Linked DNA regions of Mus musculus: all the other regions are linked to region 4. The links are chromatin contacts, called in public HiChIP or PLAC-seq and promoter capture Hi-C maps. All regions are on one chromosome and are shown on one strand. Each heading gives the region's core, a stretch centred on a gene start, on an enhancer-like site or on the middle of the called end of the contact. The rest is flanking DNA. Distances are from core to core; before and after follow the strand shown. Region 1 holds the start of Rad23a (RAD23 homolog A, nucleotide excision repair protein). Region 2 holds the start of Syce2 (synaptonemal complex central element protein 2). Region 3 holds the start of Klf1 (Kruppel-like factor 1 (erythroid)). Region 4 holds the start of Prkaca (protein kinase, cAMP dependent, catalytic, alpha). Region 5 holds the start of Elmod2 (ELMO/CED-12 domain containing 2). Region 6 holds the start of Rnaseh2a (ribonuclease H2, large subunit). Region 7 holds the start of G430095P16Rik (RIKEN cDNA G430095P16 gene).

What was found. Promoter capture Hi-C pulls out the DNA fragments that hold promoters and counts their contacts. HiChIP or PLAC-seq counts read pairs in DNA pulled down with a chosen protein or histone mark.
Region 1: a promoter capture Hi-C map of liver shows a contact between it and region 4, with 6 times the contacts expected there. The contact joins the promoter of Rad23a here to the promoter of Prkaca in region 4. A contact is called at or near these places in 8 of 39 promoter capture datasets (the HPC-7 cell line, cranial neural crest, embryonic stem cells and 5 more), 3 of 115 datasets of contacts at active chromatin or transcription factors (bone marrow-derived macrophages, embryonic stem cells and thymic regulatory T cells) and 1 of 9 other capture datasets (adipose tissue).
Region 2: a contact with region 4 is called in a promoter capture Hi-C map of hippocampal neurons, with 4 times the contacts expected there. The contact joins the promoter of Syce2 here to the promoter of Prkaca in region 4. A contact is called at or near these places in 9 of 39 promoter capture datasets (the 3T3-L1 cell line, cranial neural crest, embryonic stem cells and 6 more) and 2 of 9 other capture datasets (adipose tissue and liver).
Region 3: a promoter capture Hi-C map of second pharyngeal arch cranial neural crest shows a contact between it and region 4. The contact joins the promoter of Klf1 here to the promoter of Prkaca in region 4. A contact is called at or near these places in 6 of 39 promoter capture datasets (the C10 cell line, cranial neural crest, hippocampal neurons and 3 more).
Region 5: a contact with region 4 is called in a promoter capture Hi-C map of pre-B cells, with 3 times the contacts expected there. The contact joins the promoter of Elmod2 here to the promoter of Prkaca in region 4. A contact is called at or near these places in 2 of 39 promoter capture datasets (liver and pre-B cells) and 1 of 484 Hi-C or Micro-C datasets (embryonic stem cells).
Region 6: a contact with region 4 is called in an H3K4me3 HiChIP or PLAC-seq map of bone marrow-derived macrophages, with 2.3 times the contacts expected there. The contact joins the promoter of Rnaseh2a here to the promoter of Prkaca in region 4. A contact is called at or near these places in 6 of 39 promoter capture datasets (cranial neural crest, fetal liver, hippocampal neurons and 3 more), 1 of 115 datasets of contacts at active chromatin or transcription factors (bone marrow-derived macrophages) and 1 of 9 other capture datasets (liver).
Region 7: an HNF4G HiChIP or PLAC-seq map of pancreatic cancer cells shows a contact between it and region 4. The contact joins the promoter of G430095P16Rik here to the promoter of Prkaca in region 4. A contact is called at or near these places in 3 of 39 promoter capture datasets (cranial neural crest, frontonasal cranial neural crest and liver) and 1 of 115 datasets of contacts at active chromatin or transcription factors (pancreatic cancer cells).

Annotation. Positions count from the first base shown.
Region 1 is chr8:84,838,667-84,841,942 of GRCm38.p6, reverse strand. Rad23a (RAD23 homolog A, nucleotide excision repair protein) reads left to right here and starts at 1,291. Exons shown (of 9, transcript NM_001297606.2): 1 at 1,291-1,449; 2 at 2,988-3,149. The coding sequence starts at 1,378.
Region 2 is chr8:84,870,504-84,873,418 of GRCm38.p6, reverse strand. Syce2 (synaptonemal complex central element protein 2) reads right to left here and starts at 1,308. Exons shown (of 5, transcript NM_027954.3): 1 at 1,166-1,308; 2 at 587-699. The coding sequence starts at 1,180.
Region 3 is chr8:84,900,535-84,903,414 of GRCm38.p6, reverse strand. It overlaps Klf1 (Kruppel-like factor 1 (erythroid)), which reads right to left and starts at 1,433. Exons shown (of 3, transcript NM_010635.3): 1 at 1,300-1,433; 2 at 1-726. The coding sequence starts at 1,386.
Region 4 is chr8:83,971,621-83,974,577 of GRCm38.p6, reverse strand. It overlaps Prkaca (protein kinase, cAMP dependent, catalytic, alpha), which reads right to left and starts at 1,600. Exons shown (of 10, transcript NM_008854.5): 1 at 1,346-1,600. The coding sequence starts at 1,391.
Region 5 is chr8:83,330,767-83,333,933 of GRCm38.p6, reverse strand. It overlaps Elmod2 (ELMO/CED-12 domain containing 2), which reads left to right and starts at 1,448. Exons shown (of 9, transcript NM_178736.5): 1 at 1,448-1,584; 2 at 2,676-2,823. The coding sequence starts at 2,682. Gm32327 (predicted gene, 32327) reads right to left here and starts at 1,315. Exons shown (of 2, transcript NR_168721.1): 1 at 884-1,315.
Region 6 is chr8:84,964,514-84,967,754 of GRCm38.p6, reverse strand. It overlaps Rnaseh2a (ribonuclease H2, large subunit), which reads left to right and starts at 1,679. Exons shown (of 8, transcript NM_027187.4): 1 at 1,679-1,895; 2 at 2,113-2,184; 3 at 2,312-2,438; 4 at 2,537-2,624. The coding sequence starts at 1,769.
Region 7 is chr8:84,721,519-84,724,629 of GRCm38.p6, reverse strand. G430095P16Rik (RIKEN cDNA G430095P16 gene) reads right to left here and starts at 1,573. Exons shown (of 2, transcript NR_169084.1): 1 at 1,359-1,573. Nfix (nuclear factor I/X) reads left to right here. Exons shown (of 11, transcript NM_001371053.1): 7 at 780-902; 8 at 2,812-2,987.

The DNA of each region.
Region 1 (3,276 bases), core at 42-2,541, 870 kb before region 4:
TAGCCATCAGGTCTTGATCCTAAACTCATAGACGTGTAAGTTTTGATTCTAGCACAGACCTCATTGACAGACTGACTAGAATTTAGTGAATTCAAATATTAGCCATCTTGGTTAAAAGTGGGATGGATCTGTTGGACTGACACCTAGGAAAGCTGAGCAAAGTTCACAGTAGTGGGGTGCATGCTGGTAGATAATAGTCAAAGGGACTGACTGAGCTCAGGGACAGTGATCTACTTTCCCCAAGGGCCCATGGTTCTAGGACTGAGCTGATAAAGATAGATTCCAGGATTGGGTTATGTAGTTCAGTTGGACACTTAGCTAGCATGGCCTGGGTTCCATCCCCACCACAAGGAAAAGAAGAGACTCATTGTTGAGTCTCAAGGCTGCCTTTTATACTCTAGTGTAGTAGGTTGAAGAATGGGCAGGAGGAAGCCTGTGTTCTTCACAAGAAAGTTGTGATCTAGCTTTCAATTCTGGAGTCTAGACTCAAGTGAAGGGAGGGAGGCAGGCCTTGGTTAATTGCCTGATCATTGGTGTGGATAGAAACACTGGGCAAAGCAAGCATCTAAGAGGATGGTGATGTTAGTTCTGTTTGAGAGTCCCTTAAATCACCCTGATGAACTGCCCTATCCTGAGTCTGACATTTTCATTACTTTTTGGTATGTGAGGGTGGTCTAAAGCTTCATGAATACTACCCCTTCCCCCCACGAAAAATGTAGGTACCTTAAGAGTTGGTGTAAGTAAGGAAAATTTATGGAGGGGAGAATTACATATTTAATATAAAAGAACCTTGAAAATGTTTGGATGAATAGGTAGGTCATTGCAGGATTACAAAGATGTGGGGAACTCATGAACTAGAAGTGTAAATTTATTCCAAAAATTAAGATGGTCCTTGAAAATGGGGTCACATAGTTGCCCTCCTCTACATTGATTGATGGTAACTTCTAGGCAGTCCTCTGCTAAGATTCCTTTTATTTTGACCAGATCCAAATTGGGTCACTTGAAATAGGCAGAATGTATGAAAAATAACTTAGGAGCAGAAATCTACAACAAACACCTTAAAAACTTTAAAAGTCCTTAGGAGCCATTTTGTGGGTATAATGACATCACTGTTAGCAGAAATGATGTCACCAAGACAGCGGAATGCTGGTGCACACAGCAAAAGCTCACAAAGCTAAGATTGCGCATGTCTAAGGTAAGGTGCAGCCGCGCATGCTCTAGAGGTCGAGGAGGGTGTCACCGGCGCTGACGATCGGCGGGCGCTGCACACTTGCCCCGGAAGTGCTTGGCGCGGCGCGGCTGGGCGCTAAGATGGCGGCGGCGTGAGTTGCATGTAGTACGAGGATCCCGGGGCTGCCGCATTGCTCCGGCCCCGCCATGGCCGTCACCATCACCCTTAAAACGTTGCAGCAGCAGACCTTCAAGATCCGCATGGAACCTGACGAGACGGTGCGGGCCGGAGCCCGGGGGCGGGAGCGACCGGGTGCCGGGGTGGGTGGGGGCAGGGATGCCGGGATCCAACGGGAGGGGCGGAGAGGACGCCGTGGCCAGGCCCTGCCCTCCCCCAGCAGCCCGACCTCCTCGGATCCCCCCGATCGGCCCTGCCCTGCCCCGGCGGCTCGGGCGCTGTTCCCGGGCCAGTCCCTGGGAGTTCCCAGGTCTGGCTCCCGTGTCAGCTGCGGGCTCCGCGTTCCCAGCCTGCAAGCTGCTCAGGTGGCACAGTTTGCCCTCAGTGCCAACGAGGTGCCGACTGGTGACTACAATGATGATAATAATAAATGGTCTTAATCTTAATAGTTTTGGTGGTCCGTCTTTGTTGGCCGTTTATTCTTTACCAGTTTATTCTTTACCAGAGTATTAGTGTCATCTTGCTGAGTCTGCAAAACAGTGTTGTCGTTTGGGGACTCCTGACTTTCCCCTTTTGACAACCACGGAGTTAAGGAACTTTGCCACGGTCACAGCCAATAATGACAGTGACAAGATTTTTTTTTTTCTCCATTTCACATAACAGCAGCCTAAACATGCTGTATGAACTTTTGTTTGGTTTTGCTTTTTGAGAGTGGAGTCTAGTCTTGTTCTTCTGGGCTCATGTGAACCTTCTTTACTTAACCTCCAAGTAACTGATATTGCTGTCTTGGGCCACCTCCCCTAAACCTTCTCAAAACATAGGTTGAAGCCATTGGTGTACCCTCAGTGAAGTCTAAGCTTGGTAGTCATGTTCATAATCTCTGAGCAGAGATTACCTGGAGTTCTAGGCCAGCCTGGGCTATGATGTTTTAGGCAAGCCTGGAGTTGAGTACAGAATAAAATCCTGTTCCAAAAATGGAGGGAAGAAAGATGACCTCAGTAAGTACAGAAAAGTTACTGTTTGAGGCCAGCGATGGATACACCGTTTCATTTTCTTATTACTGTTTCCCCTCCTAACCACATCCCATTGGAAATACAAGTTTGCTTTTCTTCTCACATCAGTGTCTTCTTCATGAGAACACTGACTTGTGTTTGTTCTGTTCCACAGGCCTCTGTAAAACAAGTTGTAAAACAGGTTGGGGATGGAGCTTTTGAATATACAAGGCCTGAGCTAGGGGTCTGTCCCCAAACCACCACTACCATTACACACACACACATATACACACACGGTGAACAGTTCCCGTGTCTGGCATGTAATAGACTGCTGTCAGCTCGATAGATTGAATAGGAATCTCATAGGATTGAAAGCAAAGCTTTTTCTCTAAACAAAAGGGAAGAAGAAGGGAACCTAAGGGTTCGTGATGGTCATTGTATTCTATTTGAAATGGTCTCACTATATAGTCCTGGCTAGCCTGGAACTTAAAGAGATCCACTTGTCTCTCCTAAGTGCTGGGATTATAAGTGTGCACAACTATGCCTGGATTTCACTGAGGGTGTCTTGGTGTGTTAGTGCTATTTATAAATGCACGCACACTGTACTATTAAACTTCTGTGTTTAATACCTGTACTCCTTACTCTAGGTAAAGGTGCTGAAGGAGAAGATAGAAGCTGAGAAGGGTAGAGATGCTTTCCCCGTGGCTGGACAGAAACTCATCTATGCTGGCAAGATCTTGAGTGACGATGTTCCCATCAAGGAATACCATATAGATGAGAAGAACTTTGTGGTTGTCATGGTGACCAAGGTGGGGAGATTAGCTGGGATGCTGGCAAAGAGCTTGTATGCCCAGGAGAGATTAGCCTTAGGCAGGGTGGGGCCATGATGGGGCAGGGTGGCAAGGCTTGATAGGGATGCTGCTTGCCTGATTCTCG
Region 2 (2,915 bases), core at 59-2,558, 900 kb before region 4:
AGAAACCCTGTCTCCAAAAAAAAAAAAAAAGAAAAAAGAAAAAGAAAGAAAAACAAAAACCAAGAGAAAATGAGTCTAAACATGAGGATTCTATGCATCCTGAAATTAAACCTTGTGGATATCAAAAGGAGACTGCCAGTACCCAGAACCAATGTGGGCACCTGTTGTTAGCATTTCCTGTAGGCTCCGCCCAAGAGTTACCTAGCAACAGCCAGGTAAGACCCTGGCTCACAGGTAAGGACTATTTGGCTCTGGTGTCTGTCTCCCCTCCCCTCCTCTCTCTCCATCTTCCCTCTCTCTCCATCTTTCCATTTCCTCCCTCTTTCGCTCTCGCTCTCTATTTTCCTCCACCTCTCCCTTCTCGCCAGTAAACTTCCTCTATATGAGGTCTGTCTCATGGCTGTCCTCACGAGGACACCTAGGCCGGGCCCGCCACGGTGCTCCACTTGTCCTCTGCGGCTTCATAAAACACCAACCTGGAAGGTGTTAAATCACCCGTGGACCAAGGCCCAGGGCAGACCACGTGGAATGACCTACGTGACCAAGGCGGGGCCCCGGAAGGGCAGCTGGGCCTGTCACTCCTCACCTCGGGGCCACTGAGCCGGGCGTCTCCTCGTGGTTCTCACTCTGCCGATGCTCTCCGCTCTCCACAATCGCCGGCGGCTCCTGGTCCTTTAACTCCACGGGAGGCGCGGCCACCTGCGAGCGCAGCCAGCTCTGAGAGGCGGGGTGGGGAAGCTCAAAAGGGACGCGCTAGCAGGGAGGCCCCGGGGTCAGGACCCTCGGGGCCGCAATGGGGGGCGCGCTAACACCTTCCCGCGGAGAGTAGTTAAAAGGAGGCCGAGTGTGGCACACGCCTCGAACCCCTCCTCAGCCTCGGGAGGCGGAGGCAGGCAACCGCTGAGGGTTCGAGGCCCGGCCTGGTCTACACCGTGTGCTGTCTTCGACCAGCTCCTGAAGCGCACCGCACCCCCTCACAGCCTCGTCCACCAGGCCCCACCGTCTCGTTAGTCAGGAAACCTCGCCTCTCCCGGCAAGAGGCGGCTCCAACCGCGGGGAACAGGGCCCGGGTTCGAATGTGTGGAGGAAGTCTCTGTTCCCCGCGGCCCTAAGCCCCGTCGCCCGCCTCCCGCCGCCCGCACACGGGAAACCGCACCGCACTCACTCCGTGGCGCTCCATTCCGTCTTTTCCCGCCTCAGCGCCCTCTGCGCACGCCACGCCCCCTGCACGCCCCGCCCCGAGCACGTGCTGAATGAAACGCGCCCTGGCCCCGCCCCCGCCCCCCCCCCCCCGGGGGCGGCGAACTCGAAGGCCCTCCGAACTGGCTCTGCCTTTTGGGCTATGCTGGTGCTATGTGGTAACAGACGGATTTGTGTTGTATGGACCGGTGGGCGTCTGAGCTCATAATGCGTAGGTGCGGGACTCGGGGTCACCTGTGGCCCTCAAGAGTTTGAGGAATTCACACTGCGTCAGAGTTCCGCCCCTTCGATCTACAGTTTGTGTGGCGGCAGTGTCTTTTTAAGACAGGGTTTCTCAGTGTTTCCCTGACTGTCCTAGAACTAGCTCTGTACATCAGACTGGCCTCAAACTCACACTCTCCTGCCTCTGCGGCTAGAGTGCTGGGATCAAAAGTATGCGCCACTAGTGCCCAGATCAAATTCTTTTGGAACAGGGTTCCACTATGTCCCAGCCTAGGACTCTGTAAACCAGGCTGACCTAGAACTCTGAGATCAGCTTGCCTCTCTGCCTTGGAATTGAAGGCAGGCACCACCTAGGAACAACCTTCATTTTATTTTATTTACATGTTATATATGATTTAAACTACTTTTGGGCACCTTCCAACTAAGGCCAGAAGAGGGCATCAGATCCCCTAGTTATAAGCCTCCTGGCATGGATTTTGAAAACCTAATTCCTGTTCCCTGATGCTCTTCATCGATGAGCTGAATTTTATTTTTGTTTTACGTTTGACCTATTTTGTGCATGCCTATGTGCCATCCACTCCGGGAGTGTGGAAGTCAGAGGACAGCCTGAACGAGTCCACAATCTCCTTCCACCGTGTGGGTCATGGAGATGCAACTCAGGTCATCAGACTAGGCAAGCACCTGTACCCACTGAGCCATCTAGAGGGATCTCTTGTGTTTAAGTGGTTTTTTAATACACATTTTTACGGGTGTGGGTGTTTTGACTGCATATATTTATTTCTATACTACGTGTGTGCATAGTGCCCATAGTGGCCAGAAAAGAGGTTCAGGTCCCCTGAGGCTGGAATTACAATTGTGAGCCACCATATGGGTGCTTAAAATTAGACTTGGTCCTCTGCAGGACAAACCAGTACTTAACCTCTGAGCCATCTTTTCAACCCTTTCTGTTTTTGCTGCTACATCCCTAGCAGCTTGGGGCCTGAAATGCTATGTGAGGGAATGAAGAAAGGACAGACACACAGTGAAACTGGGATCCGGTGGCTTCTCTAATGCTATGGCTGCAACCTGGACCCTCAGCTATTTATTAAATACAGCACAGCTAGTCTTGGTAGGAAGAATCTGGGGGTGAGCAATCCTAGCCTGCAAACACCAGGAGAGGAAGCCAGATCTGCTAGCCTTTGTACACTGGTTGATTATCTGGAAGCCATCATTCTGGAACTCTAGGGAAAGAGTTGCCGTTCCTCCTGAGCCTGGTTCATATAGGTAATTGATTAGACAGGTTTTCCAGGGGTCAATTGGTCTTGGACTCCTGTGCCCAGATTAAGATATACATTCAGGCTGGACTCTACCTACTCAGGGCTCCCTCTGCTTGCTTTCTGTCTCTGTATAGCCCTGGCTGTCCTGGAAGCTCTATAGACCAGGCTAGCCTCAAACTCAGAGATCAGCCTGCCTTTGCCCCATCAAGTGCTGATTCAAGGGGGAGGGGTATACCA
Region 3 (2,880 bases), core at 184-2,683, 930 kb before region 4:
CCTCTTAGGTGCCAAAGTTCGCCGGCTGCGTTTGGGCGGCGCAGTTCCCGGGGACAAGCCTGCGTCTCCGGCGATCGCAGTGGCCCCGAGTTCTGTGGCCACAGTCCCAGGTCCCAGACAATTCAAGAAGGAAGGGGGCGCCGTGGGACCAGCAGAAGGCGCCGCGAGCCCGCGAAAGAGCTGGAAGTGGCCTTGGTACTGTGGCGCGGGGTACAGCGCGGGGTATCCCGACAGCAGCCCATAGGGGGCGCCTGGAGCTGCGGGCACCGCAAGCCCCGCCCGCGGGAAGAAGCCCCCTACGGAGCCCGCTCGCGAGTCGGAGTACGAGGGCTGAGCCTTGGGAGCGAGTCCCGGGGCCAGGGCAGGGGCCACGAAGGGTTCAGGGGCTGGGGGTCTCGGAGTCGGGTGCGCCCAGCTTGTGTGCTCCTCGGAGCCCAAAGGCCCAGTCACCAACCCTGGGCCACCCGCATAGGCGCCCAGAGACTCAGGCGGCTCGAACTGTGCCACTGGCCCCACGCTGGGCGCCAGGGCACAGGTCCGGGAAGTGCCGGGAGACTCGGAACCTGGAAAGTTTGTAAGGAAAAGATCCGGGTCCCACGCACAGGTCACGTCCCTCTCATCGTCCTCTCCGGAAGGGTCCTCCGATTTCAGACTCACGTGATGGGACGGCCCCGTGGGATTCGGGGGCCCCGGCCCCAAATCCTGCGTCTCCTCAGACCGCCACCACTGCGGGAGGGAGCGTACTGCTTGAATGGTAGGCACTGGGTACCTGGCCCTCAAACAACCCTGGCTGGAAACACCGTTGGTGCCTGTCATTTACCCACACGGTTCCCCTAACCCCTTTCTCAGCTCCAGACAACTCCATTAGGTCTTGCTAGAGACAGCTAAGACACTTACCAAGAATAGTATTCAGGATGGGAGAAGGGGTTGCAGAGTTCTGAGTCAAAGGGGACAGCTTCGACTCCGTTTTCCCTAGCCTTTCCCTGTCTTCACATAGCCCAGAAAATTACAGCTCAAAGCCTGGAAATCCCAGGACACCTTTATCTGGACCTTTGTCTCTATGAGCCTAGTCTCTTAAGATATAGAGCTTAGAATTCTGCTTCCTGTTGGAGAAATAGGCCTCACCTTGATCTCAGACCCCTAGAACATCTCCCCCAAACAAGGCTCAGAGGCTCTCCCACTCCTCCACCCCCAAAAAACAGAGCAGAGGATATTAAAGTAAGATAGACGCCCCACCCCTAAGCACTATGCCCTATGCAAGACCACCTGCCCCCTCCCACACACTCACACTGGCCCCACCTTGAGGAAGTCCTCCTGGGTGTCCAGGAACTGTCCCAGGGTGGTGAGTGTACTGATGGAGGGTAAGACAGTCTCAGCTGAGGCCATGGCTGGCTGGTGTCCACCCTGGACCTCAGGCCTCCTCTCTCTCTTCTGCCTCATGGGCTATGAGGCTAGGAAAGTTTCTTGGAGGGCTCCTGTCTGCCCACATCTGATTGGCTGTCTTCCCTGATAAGACCCAGGCAAAGCAAAACGGCAAAGGAGGGGTGTGTGCGATATGTGTGTGGTGTGCTTCTTTTTTTTTTTTTTTAAGGTTTTCGAAACAGGGTTTCTCTGTGTAACTGAGCCCTGGCTGTCCTGGACTGGCTTATGTAGACCAGGCTGGCCTAGAACTCACAGACATCTGCCTACCTCTGTCTCCTGAGTGCTGGGATTAAAGTTGTGATGTGTCACTTTCAAGGAATAGACCTCACCCTGGCCTGTTTTCAAACTGGTCCCTGAAAACCAACCCTGTATGTAAAGTCAATCAGATGTCAAGGAATAGGGGCTTCAAAGTTTTAGGATTCAGGTTGGGTAAAGAAAAGTCCTGGTCGCTGCTCCCCACCCCCACCCCACCTCCCACAGGACTGAGAAGACCCCTCTGGTTTGGTTTCAAGTCTCTCTCCAAGGAGTGGACCAGGAAGGATAGATTTCTTGGGAAAGGTCTTTGGGACCCTTTGACCCCCATGGAGACCACTGCAGTCCTTACTCTCCCAGACAACAGCAGCAACGGTGCTAGTGGCGGGCCTTGGCACCGGCTCCCTTTCAGGCATTATCAGACACACCAGATGTTTCAGGCCGCTATCAGGTAGGGGGCCCAGAACAACCATAGCTCTGTTCCTCCTTGAGCAGAAGAGCTGGGGGTTGGTGCCACAAATTATTTTAGCTTTGAATTGCTCTGTTGTGTTGAGGTCTGAGCTGTTTAGCAAAAGGAGTCCCCTCAAATCAGCCCACTCTGGGGCTCTGAGGACCCTCACTGGCTACTGCATGGAGCTGAAGGGGATGGCTAGGAAGTTTACAGTGTGGTGGGCTAGGACCCATAGATGGAGCTGCAGCTAGTATGCCGTTCAGAAGAGCTCAGCCCTGACTCTGCCTAACGGCTCATTGTGTGCGGGACCCCATGATAGATGGCCTGCTATTCCCATACTTCTATTCTGGTGCCCTATGAGTCAGGGTAGGGAAATGGGGTGTCACGGGTACAATAATATCACACATACACCATCATTGCTCGGTGTCCATAGGGGACATCAGATCCATTATAGAAAATGGTACCTAGTCAGGCATGGTAGTGATGCCTTTAATCCCAGCACTTGGAAAGCAGAGGCTGGTGGATCTCTATGAATTTGAAAGGTCTGTTTGGTCTACATAATAAGTTCCAGGACAACCAGGGCTACATAGTCTTTGTCTCGAAAGACGACAACAAGGGTAAAACAGTGCTGGGGACTTAGCTTCATGGAGTGCTTGCACCGTATTAACTTTAAAAGAAAAGCATAAAGACCTAGGTTCAGATCCCTGGCACTGACACAAAAGCCAAGTGTCACTGTGCATGTCTAAGACTAGTGC
Region 4 (2,957 bases), core at 351-2,850:
ATTCGGGGGACTCAGACACTGAGAAGGGCACAGCTGATCAGAGCCTCCTTTTTGGGTAACTGGAAGCTGTTCTCAGCTGCAGTACAGCTTTAGCTTGGAGTGACACCACTTTGAGACATGAAGCACTGGGGGACAGGGCCCAAGGCCCTTTCTGAAGTAATTTCAAATATAGAATCACTTTTTTTTCCCTGGCTAGAAAAATTCAGCATGGTTTTTTTTTTGGGGGGGGGGTGTGTGTATGTGTGTGTGGATATACCTCCCTCTGGGTGAGCCCTCGGTATGCACAGAATCCATCTGTCTTAAGCAAACCAAATCATTAGCTGTCACCTATTGCTGGATGGCGTTACCCCAATGCGCGCAATTCTTCTGACCATCCCCATTCAGTGGAATGAGCCTTTGCTATTCATTTCATCCGCAGTTTCAAACCAGCCCCAGGGGCTGGGTGAACGACAGAACCGCAGTTGTGAAACGACCATTTATTGAGGGGCCTTCTAAGGAACCCAGACCTCAGGGTAGGCCAGGAGGGTGCTCTGCCGCTTTACCTCACCCGCAACCCAAGAAAAAGGACAGACGTAATGGCTCTGAGCAAGACCAGCTCCAACTTGGATAAGGAAGCGCAGAAGCAGCTCTCTAGGTTCATAAACAGTCTGCCACCCCAGCCAGGGCCAGACGAATGCACGGAGGAGGTGGAGTGACAGGATGAGAGGGGCAGAGGGACCCAGAAAGATCTTGTCCCCCATGCCAAGTGACACAGAAGGGAAAAACAATGCAGGAGGTGGCCCCGGGAAATGCTCATGGGGGTGGGGGTGGCTTGGAGGTGGGAGCTGTGATGAGGTGAATCGGGCAGGGGTAGGAGAAAGATGGCGGGGGCTGGAGGGGGAGGGGTGTGGTCACCAAGTGGCCAAGGTCCCTGCAGCGTGGACCCCACAGCACTCCCGAAACTGGCAGGAGCCTGGATCAGGGTCAGGCATTGGGGCGCTGTGTGGGAAAGGTAAGTGACGAAGTGGGAGGGGGTATAGAATCTGGAGAAAGGGACTAGGAGAAGAGGGGTTGGTGTGGTGACAGGGCCTCATCTGGGGCCCCGGCGGTCATACATGCAATGGTTGGCAGTGACAGCTGGGTGGGGGGGCACGGCCTTTGCAGTGGGGGATGGTAGGCCATGGGCACCAGGCCCTACTGGGGGCAAAGTATCTCTGCGGTGATCCGACCCCAACGTGAACAGGCAGCAGGCAGGGGTGCAGGCAGACAAGATTGGGGGGGCATATGGGGGAGGGGCCATGCAGTGATGGGCATTGCGCGGGCAGGCCGCACGCAGTGAAGATCAGGGTGACGGCCGGGCACTCACCGCTCTCCTGCTCGCTGCCCTTCTTGGCGGCGGCGGCGTTGCCCATCGCGGCGGCGTCGCGGCCGGGGCCAGTCCCGGAGCTGCGACGCGGCGGGTGCTAAGGTGGCCGGCGGCCCCGGAGCGCGCTGGGCAGCGGAGGCGGCGGCCCCTGGGGCTGGCTGCGCTGGCTGCGGCGCCACGACCCCCGCCCAGCCCCTGCTTCCCGCGTCTCTCTGCGCCCGCCCGCGGGGGAGCCTCAGCCCAAGTCCTCTGTCCGTGACGCCCCCGCAGCCCACCGCCCATTGGTTCAGGCCTCCCTGACTGACAGCCCTACGCCGCTGTCCATTGGCCCTCCGGAACCCTCCCGCGCCACCATAGGCTCCTGGATGAGTGACGCGAGTTGCAGACTCTCCGCCACTCACGGGCTCGTGAGGCCGCAGTCGGGCGGGCGAACGCACGTGATTGGCCGAGAAGCCCGAGAGGGCTTGGGGCTGCCCCTGCGAAGCCGTCGATTGGCGGAGACAGGCGGCCCCGGCTAGTGTCAGTCCCGGGGTGAGAGGGCGGGGCAGCGGCTCAGGCTGCGGCCCGGGCAGCGGGCGGGGCGGAGGCTGCGGCGGCTGGAGGGTGGCTGGGTGGCAGGCGCTGCGAGGTGCGGGAGGCGGCCCGGCGGACGCCCGTGCGGCAATGTGCGCGCTGCAGTCTCCCGCCCCTGCCCAGTGCGGCAGCGGCCACGGGCCAGAGGTTGACGCCACGGCGGGCCGGCGCAGCGGCTGTCCACCTGCCAGGGGGGGAGGGGCGGGCTGGCGCCGAGGGTCAAGGGTCGCCGGGCGCCGTTCGGTGTCATTCATAAGGAGGCCCGACACTGGGCAGCCGTGACCCAACTAGCTCGGGGTCCGCTTTGGTTTGCTCGCGACACAACTGGAGCTGCAAGGGGATGTTGGACCCAGAACTGAGGGCGTGCTGGGAGGAGACTCAGAGTATCTACACTCTTTGCTAAGGCTCAACCCTAGGCCCCTGAAAAGTAGTAACTACGGACGCCAGCCAAGTGCATTACTTCTTGTACCTTGCACGTTGGGCCTGCCATACTCCCATTTTATGGAGGCTCGGTCAGGCTAGTTCCTTGCTCTTAACTAATCTCCATTGCCTAGACATGACCAACATAACCTGCCCCTTTTGGGCAGGAAGAGAGCCGTTCTCCTTCCTTCTGGATGCTCATCTTTAAATTTTGTTTTTATGCAATGCTGGGGATTGAACACGATGCATACTCCCTGCGAAGTAAGCATTGTACCACTGAACTAGAACCTCACTCGGTGTTCTTTCAAGTCTGCACTGTCAGAACGTGGTCAGTTTCCCACCTTGCCACTGACACCAGGGGCCTGAGCACTCTGCTGGAGGGTCTCCTGCACACTAGGTTGATATCAGAACCCCACCCTCACACTCTGGATGCTGGTACTCTTCCATCTGTCTGCTGCCTGGGACAACACAAACATCTCCAGATACTGCTAAATGTACTCTTGGAAACAAATTATCCCTACCCTCACCAGAGCTCTGTAATAGAGGGTGGCCAGGGTGGACGGTGCTGGGTGGACGGTGCTGAGTGGACGATGAGCTACCTCTCCTGGACTCCAAAGGG
Region 5 (3,167 bases), core at 199-2,698, 640 kb after region 4:
GTCTCCACGAAATATTTCACTCCCATGGGGCAAAGGTGGTGGCTTGTCTGCCCTTCATAGGTTTATGCTCTACAAGAAGAATCTACCTTTAAAATGGAAAGGCATGCCGGGCGTGGTGGTGCATGCCTTTAATCCCAGCACTCAGGAGGCAGAGTCAGGTGGATTTCTGAGTTCGAGGCCAGCCTGGTCTACAAAGTGACAGGACAGCCAGGGCTACACAGAGAAACCCTGTCTTGAAAAAAAGAAAAATTGGAAAGGCATGTACTGCGCACTTAATCAGACCTAACACGGAGATGGATGGGGCATAGACAAGACACTGGCTTGAATATTTTTGGAAGTATAAGGAACTAATAGTGGTTGGTCCTGACAAGGGGACCAAGGAGCCAGGAATCTTGTTTGGGTAGGAGGCTAAACTGTCTGTCTGTCTGTCTATCTATCTATCTATCTATCTATCTATCTATCTATCTATCTATCTATCTATCTACTTTTTTAGGCAGATCCTTAAGTAGCCTTGAACTGCAGATCTCCCTGCCCACATCACCCTCCAGCTGGCATGTAATTACAGGCATGCATGAGCGTGCCCAATTCAGGAATTTCTTTTGTTTCATTTTTAACTTCTTTTATATTTAGCCTTCTCTCCACTTGGCTCTTTCTTATCCAACCCACCAACCCCATTATTGTGCCATCAGCCTTTTGTAATACATTCCTAACCCAGGACTTCTACATTTACTGTCCTGTGGATCAGTCTTCCTCCTGAAGCTGGCCCAGCACACTCCCTCATCTCCTCTAGTAACGCTTATCCTTACTTTGCTGATTCCGCTGTATGTAATGATCCCTTCCCCTACTCCCTAATCCCCTTAATAACTTTGTTAGGCAGCTTCACCTGATACTATGCTTTTGCTGGTTGGTTTGGCGTGCGAGTCCCTTGTAGAAGACCACCTAGCACATAAAAACCATACTTTTGAGGTTTAAAAAAAAGGCACAGATTATTCCTCCAGTAGAAACGATGTTAAGAAATGAACGTTTGATGAATTAAGTGTTCCATGTTTGTTTTCAGAGGAAAAACTCGCAACTTCTCATTGCACACACTTAGTCACGCAAGTTCTTTTGCGTCATCCATAAAGTGCCTTCGACCCAAGTTTCCTTTGTGCCTCATAAAGATGGGAAATAATCACTTCGCAGATTAGGAAATGTAAGTGAAAGTGCTGTGGTCACGCCCGCGGTGGAAGAGTCCCGGAAAGCCCAGAGCAAAGTTCCCAGGCCGAGTCCACAGGGAACTCGTTGGCGCTGGGCTGGGAGTGCGGCCGCCGCCGTTGCCATGGGAACCGTCCAGCGTCTGGCGCGCCTGCCCGCGGGCCCCTCCTTCCGCGCCGGCGATAGGCTGAGAGCGAGCCAATCGGAAGAAGACGAAGAGGCGGGGCGCGGAGCCAAGAGACACCCCGCCCCCGCAGCCTCCGTGCGGACTTCCGGGTCGCGGTGTTCGCAGGGAGCGCTCCACGTAGAGCGTCGTTTCCGTTGCCGGTGTTTGCAGCTGGGGAAACCGAGGCAGTGCCAGCTTCCCCCTAGTTCTTCCGCTCCTGTGAGGTGGCTGCTGTTTTATTTTTCTCTCACTCTGAGTTGCTGGCGTGCGGCTGCGCAAGCCTCGCTGGCGTCCCGCGGATAACCCGCAGGGTGCGGGGGCCGTCGGGGCTTTGTGCAGCGTTCCCGCGCGCGAGAGGGGCGGGACGGCGCGGTGCCCACGGGGCTCGCACTCGGTTTCCCGAGGCCCTGGGGCTCGGCGGGACGGCCTGCCTGCGCCTGGCACTTCTGCCCGCTTCGTCCCGACAAGCGCCGACGGGATGACTCATTTTAAAGATCCTGATCCGCGTGTCTGGCACCGACACCTGGTGCCTTGCCTTGCGGGGATTTCGAATTTGACAGCTCCTCGGGCCCGGGCGCAGAGAGGGTGTGTCTGCGAATCCCAGGGCTGGAGTTCCCGGTATCCCTCCTCCCCTTCGTTTAGCACCCGAAAAGAGTTTTATTGCAAGATCAGTTATATCAAGTGTATAGATTTTGTGGGGTTTTTTGTTTTTTAACCTCTTGGTGTCTCTGCCCTTCACCTACTGACTAGAACAATGATGAATTCGTCAGGATGCCATCTGCTCGGTTTCCCAACCTGTATGCTTCAGTTTGTAAGCCACTTGTAGTGTTTTCATTTGTCGGAGTCAGCTGACAGGGACAGCTGGGCGCGCTCTCAACCAAGGCTGAGAAGAGCTCATTTTTTGGGAAGCCACATCTGATGTGTGGTAGATTTGAAATTGTTGCTCGGTTGGTCCTTTTATTCTTGAACTTCTTTGTTCCAAGTTTCAAGGGATGAAAAACGGAAGTATGAATCCAAAATATTAAATATAATATTTGGCAAAAATGAAATGTGGTTATTCTTTTTAGCGATTAAATAATTTGGCCAGTTATTTGGCTACTTTTTACATTTTTTTTTCAAGTGACCATTTGGCAAATCATTATTTAAGCTGTTGTATGTTATTTCCTTGCCTGATGAATTAAACACTCACAAAATAGACACAATGGAATAATATATTTCATTATCATTTGGGGAGTTGGATCAACTTAATTTCTTTTTCAGTTTTATAATTCCAGTTTGAGACCGTTAAGCTTGTGTGTTTATATCCTCTTTCCAGGGAAACATGTTCGTGTCTCTGTGGGAGTTTTTCTATGGACACTTTTTCCGATTTTGGATGAAATGGCTCTTACGGCAGATGACTGGGAAATGTGAATTGCAGCGAATTTTTGACACCTATGGAGGGGCACAGAGGACCTACAGAATAGGTAATACCTTCAAAATAAAGAAAATTCAACATTAATTATAACCTAACTGAATTCTTCTGCTCACCCCATGGGAGTTTGATTTGAGCGAGTCACTGCAGCTGAGTTTCTTAAGCTTTGTGGTCTTTAAGTTCTTTTCATTCTACTACTGACTATTGAATTGAGCACTGAATATATAAAAAGAAACTTCCTAAAACATCCCATATGTATCCAAAAAACGAGCCTTTTGGGTGTCTTAAAAATGTATCAGTTATTATTCAGATTATATTTTCAATTGTTTACTAGAAAATTATTCTCTCTTCCATTTGAAATTTTTACACAAATGTATGAGGTAAAGATTGAAGAGT
Region 6 (3,241 bases), core at 430-2,929, 990 kb before region 4:
ACCGAGAGAAGCTGGTACAGATGAGGCCGTGCCGGCAACAGGATTGCTCATCTTGCAGCCTGAAGGACTGCAACTAGAGGCCCTGAGCAGAGGTGAGCAACAGACGGGACATGGCAATGCTAGTCAGAACTGGCTGGCAGATCTAGGGCAGGGACTTAACATGAGGGCGCGGTCCTTTAATCCCAGCACTTGGGAGGCAGAGACAGGCAGATCTCTGGGTTCGAGGCCAGCTTGATCTACAGAATGAGTCCCAGAGTTCCAGGACGGCCAAGGATTCACAGATAAACCCTGTCTTGAAAAATAAAAACAAACAGCAGGAAGAGAAGGAACTGAGGTGGTGGCTGGTTTGAGGTGAGTACTAGGGCCCAAAGTCTGAAGCTTCAGGTTGGCTGGGGAGCAGGCACCTGACTTCAGACACAGGAGCTTTTCCGACAGCCATGGGACAAAGCAGGAAACGCTGGAAGGAGAAAGCCCTGTTGGAGGTTCAGGCCTGTGACTCAGGCACTCCTGAGGCAGGAGAATCAAGAATTCAAGATCAACCCAGGCGATATTTAATAATATTTAAGGCTATGTTTAATTTAATATTTTAGGCTATTTAATGCTACATGAGACCCTGTCTTAAAAAACAAAACAACCCCCCCCCAAAAAAAAAACTTGGTGGCAAGCAGAAGCATGTGATAGAGGAATGATGGGCGTGTGTCTCATTGACCAAGAAGACAATAGAGTGTGCTCGGAGTGGCTAAGGAGTCCGGGAGATGGGAGCTTCCTAAAATAAGGGATAGCAGAAGAGAGGAGGGATGGGGGAAGGGAGGGAAGATACCTGCCTGATGGGTGCAGAGCCTAAACAGGAAGCAGCTGGGGCCCGGCATCTCCCACAGTGGTACAGAAGGCTTTCTTTCAGAAAGATGATAAGGGACAGGTCCTAGAGGCAGCAGTGTCCTGGAGAGCCATTAACTTCAGGAAATGTGAGTCAGAAGGCCTCAGCCTTGTGGAATCTGGGACACTCAGTACTAGGAGCGGAGGTTCTGTGCAGCGTGGTGGGGAGGGAAGGTGGGTGTAGCTCTGTGAGTTCAAGGCCAATTTATGTAGCAAATTCTGGGTCAGCTAGAGAGACACAGTGAGACTCTCCCCCCACTGCCCCCACCCCCCAAACAAATAGAGAGACAGAGACAGATAGCCATTACAAACATGAATGGAGGTAGTAGGAGACCGGGACCCGGTGAGACCAGTGTTCCGCCTGTGCAATGATATTTGATCTTGTAAACCTCCAAAAAATATCAGTTGAGTGAGGGTTGGTAATTCCAGCATAGGAAATGGAGGTAGGAGGATTATGGATAGAAAGTCATCCCAGGCTACATAGTGACTTCAAGGTTGACCAGCCGGGCTTTATTAGTTGTCTCGAAAGAAACAAACCAAACAATCTGCTTAACTACATCTTAATTTCCTCGTTATTTCTCTCTGTACCAGTCACTGAGGGCCAGGCTCCAGCAGCAACGGGGCGGAGCTTGCAAAGTGACCCTGCCCACCCTCCATTACAAACCACGCCCTTGGAGATAGTCCTCAAAGACTACAATTCCCAGGAGAGAAGAGCAGACCAGCGGCGACAGCAGCGCGTGCGTAAACGACCACGCCGGAGGGCGCATCGAGGGCGGATCCTGCGAGCCGATTGGTCAGCATCAAGAGCCACTGCAGTTTTCGCGGAAAACGCGCGCTGGGACCTGCGCTTGCAGTGTTGTTTTCTACAATTGTTGGCTGTCGCAGAGGCAGCATGGATCTCAGCGAGCTGGAGAGGGACAATACGGGTCGTTGTCGTCTGAGTTCTCCTGTACCTGCTGTGTGTCTCAAGGAGCCGTGCGTTCTGGGCGTGGATGAAGCGGGCCGAGGCCCTGTGCTTGGTGCGCTTCCAGGGCCGCGGGCTGGGAGGCGCGTGGGTGAAAGGGGTGCAGTTTTCAGGGAAACCGGAGTGAGGATCATGCTGGGCCTTGGGATCCGGAAGCGATAGTGGGATGGCCTTGGGCCGTGGTGATGATGGCGCAAGGTGGCTTTTACGTACTGTACTCTCTGGTGGGAACCCTGCTCTCAGAACTCTTGACTTGTCCTCTTCCTACCAAGGTCCCATGGTCTACGCCATCTGTTACTGCCCCCTGTCTCGCTTGGCAGATCTGGAGGCCCTGAAAGTGGCAGGTGAGCCTGTGCAGAATGTCTGCACTCTGGGTTCCTGGGTATGTGCAGGGGGGCAGGAGAGATACAGAGGGGAAAGCGGAATCGGGAAACAACCACTTGTCCCCTTTTCTTTTAACTTTCTTCCCAGACTCTAAGACCTTGACAGAGAACGAGCGGGAGAGGCTCTTTGCGAAAATGGAGGAGGATGGAGACTTTGTGGGTTGGGCTTTGGACGTCCTGTCTCCAAACCTGATCTCTACCAGCATGCTTGGGCGGTGAGGCGTCCCTTCATGAGTGGGGGGAAGAGCAACCAACACAGGCAGGCTGCGTCCTGCCTTTGCAATGGTGTGGACTAAACTCTGTCCTTTACCAGAGTCAAGTACAACCTCAACTCCCTGTCACACGATACAGCTGCGGGGCTGATACAGTACGCACTGGACCAGAATGTGAATGTCACTCAGGTGAGCTGTTGGGTTACAGCCCTTTGGTCACCTTCTGATAAAAGGGACTTTAAAAAGTTGAAGTTGGGTCTGTATTAGTGATAGATTGTTAGTCTAGCATGCATGAAGTCCTGCTTCCATCCCAGCACTGCATAAAGTCAGAGTCGTAACACTTAGGAAATGGAGGCAGGAACATGAAGAGTTTATGGCCACCCTTGGATAAAAAGTGAGTTGAGGGCTGGTGAGATGGCTCAGTGGGTAAGAGCACCCGACTGCTCTTCCGAAGGTCCAGAGTTCAAATCCCAGCAACCACATGGTGGCTCACAACCATCCGTAATGAGATCTGACTCCCTCTTCTGGTGTGTCTGAAGACAGTACTTACATATAATAAATAAATAAATCTTTAAAAAAAAAAAAAAAGTGAGTTGAATGTCAGCCCAGGCTACCTCCAGCCTGAACCCTGTTTTTTTTTTGGATCCGTAGCATCCAAAGGTAAAGCCAGGCAAAGCAACAGAAACCTGTCACCTCAGTGCTAGGAGTGAGGGGACAGGAAGATCATGGGTCTGGATAGCTGACCAGTCCACCAGCTGAATTGTTGGGTTCCAGGGTTAGTGCAAGACCTTGTCTCCAAAAAAAAA
Region 7 (3,111 bases), core at 324-2,823, 750 kb before region 4:
CTTGAAGCTAAGTCCAGGATAAGAGATACCGAAAGAGTGTGCTCCTGGGAGCTGTTTGACAGCCTGTCACCTGGAACTGTGCATACTGGACAGAGATGGTGTTGGCTTGCAATCTCTTGACTGTCAAAGGCAAAGCCCAGATGGGGGTCTTTTTGTACCCGTCTCTGGCTAATACCGCCCTTGCCTTTGGCAACAGGGCAGAGAAGAGCCCCACTCTCTGAGCCCTATGGCCAGGGCAGTCCTTGCCTCTAGTTGTTCCCAGGGTGCTCCCAGCTCTGGCTCCTGCCTTTGTTCTCCTTTTGCTGCTTTGGAGGGCTTCTAACCATGCTTTCCCTTTTCCTTTTCTCCAGAAAGAGAGTGCTGGTTTCTTCAGGCCAGGGTGTCTTGTCACAGCCCCCAGCCTGTGCGTCCCACCCTTGGCGCTCTGGCTCCTTTCATGGCTCTCCAGCAGGCATCTGTGGGCTCCTCGTGCATCCCTTCCTAGATGCCAGCCTTGTACCCATTTTAATTCCTTTATCGACCGTCAGGAGCAGGATGCTTTCCTCTGCCAGCCACCCTTGCCCAGCATATCCTCCCACATGTTACCAGGGGCCTCATTTTCCTCTCTGCAGAAGCAACTGTAGCCAGATTGCACCCCTGAGGTCAGGCCCCAGGAGGAGCAGAGCAGGGCCCGAGGTGGAGGAAGGGCTGCTGGGTGCTGAGAAGAGAAGGAGCGGGCTGCTTAGCTGGCTTCCTACCCCAGCCAGCTAAACCTGCGTGTTGCTGCTTCCTCCCCCCAGGCCCTGCTTCTCTAAAGAAGTCAGGAAAGCTGGACTTCTGCAGCGCCCTCTCCTCTCAGGGCAGTTCCCCACGCATGGCTTTCACCCACCACCCGCTGCCTGTGCTTGCTGGAGTCAGACCAGGTGAGAGATGGGGGCGGGGCTTAAGGGGACACTGCGGGAGGCAGCCACAGCAAGGGGCAGCTGGCCAGGAGCAACAGGGGGCCAGGGATCAATCTAAGTTATAGATCTGGGCTCCCCAAGTGGGTCGTGGCACAGCAGTGGGGTGGCATGGGATGGGCAGTGTAACTCTGAGAACCAGGCTGCCCACTCGGTTCCTAGAATCCCTCCCACATGCTAACTCTGGCTGTGTTAAGTCTGTGTTGGGTGCATGGTCTGCACATGCTCACTGGGAGCTGCATGCAGCCTCCCCCTCCCCCACCAGCAAGTAGTTGAGCCAAGTTGCTCTCCTGTGGATTAGAAAGAGTACTGCTCAGCAGTCCAGGTTCCTGGTGTCTGTCCTAGAGCAAACCGGCACCAAATCTGGGCCTCCCTGCTTTTCCCAGAAGTGAAGGGCTGGGCCAGAAGGACAAGGCTCACCATGAAAAGGACTGTCTTGCTGCTCTGAGGGCATCTTCAGGCCCTGAGAAGATGCTGGATCTTCCTGAGGGTGGGGCCAGGCAGGATACCCGGGAACCTGGCCCTCCTGCACGTGCTGCTTCCGCCTCAGCACCCATCTGGCAGCAAAGGCCTGGCTTTTGTTTGCACATGGCCCTGTATCTGCCATGCCTCTCTTCTCTTCTGTAGGACGCGACAGGGAGGTTTACCTCCCGGCTTCCTCCTTGGGGCCTCCTGGCTTAGAGCCCAGAGGCAGCCAGCACTGGGGCAGGGTGTGGTGGCCACAAGGTGGGGGCAGGGAGCCCAGGCCTTGTGCAGGCGGCAGGAGGGAGGCAGGCTCCACCCTGCTGCGCTCCATTTTTATGAACTCCAGAGAGAAGCCAAGTTTCCTCAGCCCCCTAATGAAACTGAGAGCAAGAGTGAGCTGATTGGAAACAGACAGGAAGGGGGAGAACTTGAGGAAGAGCTGAGGCCTGTACAGGGGTAGGAACTGTGAGTTCACAGCGGCAGGGCCAACACATGAGGGGGGCCTAAGCATCCACTTACACATTTGGAGTTGTGTGTGTGCCGGGTGCCGATCCTGCACAGGCAGGGTCTGCTTGTCCAGAGACCACGGGGCTGTGGTAATCTGGTGTCGGTCCTTTCAGGCAGGCTCACACCTAGGACGGGGCAAGTGAGGTGTTTGCCAAGGGTAAAAGAAGGAAAATGTCAAGGATACTAAAAAAACTCAACCGGCAATAAGTAACATATTAGTGTGTTGTTTCTAAACAGTAAAAACAGTTGCAAAGCATAGGGTGAGTCTAACACCTGAAATCCCAGCACACAGGAGGCTGAGGCAGGAGGATCAAGAATTGGAGGCCCTATGACTGTCTCAAAAACCAAACAAGAGCAAAACCTTATGAGAAGCAAGTAACATTGTAACAGTTTGCTGGGACTGAGGCGTGGTGGCAGAAAGCACACCCCAGTACTGCAAAGACAAAAGAAAATCAACCATCCGAAAACAAACAACAAGAAAGTGCCCAGCACGTGCCTGCGAGGGTCCAGAATTTAAGGTCATCAAGTTCAGCCCCGGCTACAAGATAGCAACAAACCAACCAGAAAAGCAACATCCTAACAATTTTAAATAGGCCAACCCAACCCTGCGCTGGTAGCTGGCTGTTCACCTGCCTCAGCTAACCCCCACGCCAGCTCCCGGCAAACAGTATTTATAAAAGCAAGCAGCTGGCCCTCAGGTACTAGCCTGCCAGTTTATTTTATTTTATTGCATTGATTTTTTTTTTAACTTAGATGACTGAGGCGTTTTGTGCCTGACACAGTGCTTCTGCCCCATCCTGCCTCTTCCTCAGGACCCTCAGCCCTTTTGCCAGCCGTTGTGTCTTGCTTTTCCACGTGGCTGTTCTCACACCCTTTCTCTCCCCTGCCTGTGTGCACACAGGGAGCCCCCGGGCCACGGCATCAGCGCTGCACTTCCCTTCCACGTCCATCATCCAGCAGTCGAGCCCGTATTTCACACACCCAACCATCCGCTACCACCACCACCATGGGCAGGACTCGCTGAAGGAGTTTGTGCAGTTTGTGTGCTCTGACGGCTCGGGTCAGGCCACCGGACAGGTGAGTCCAGAGGGCGCAGGAGGCCCTGTAGCCTCATCTCTTTGTCTGTGTGTCTGTCTCTCTGTCTGTCTGTCCATCTGTCCGTCTAAGGGCTCACAAGGATAGGGCCAAGAATCTGGAACAT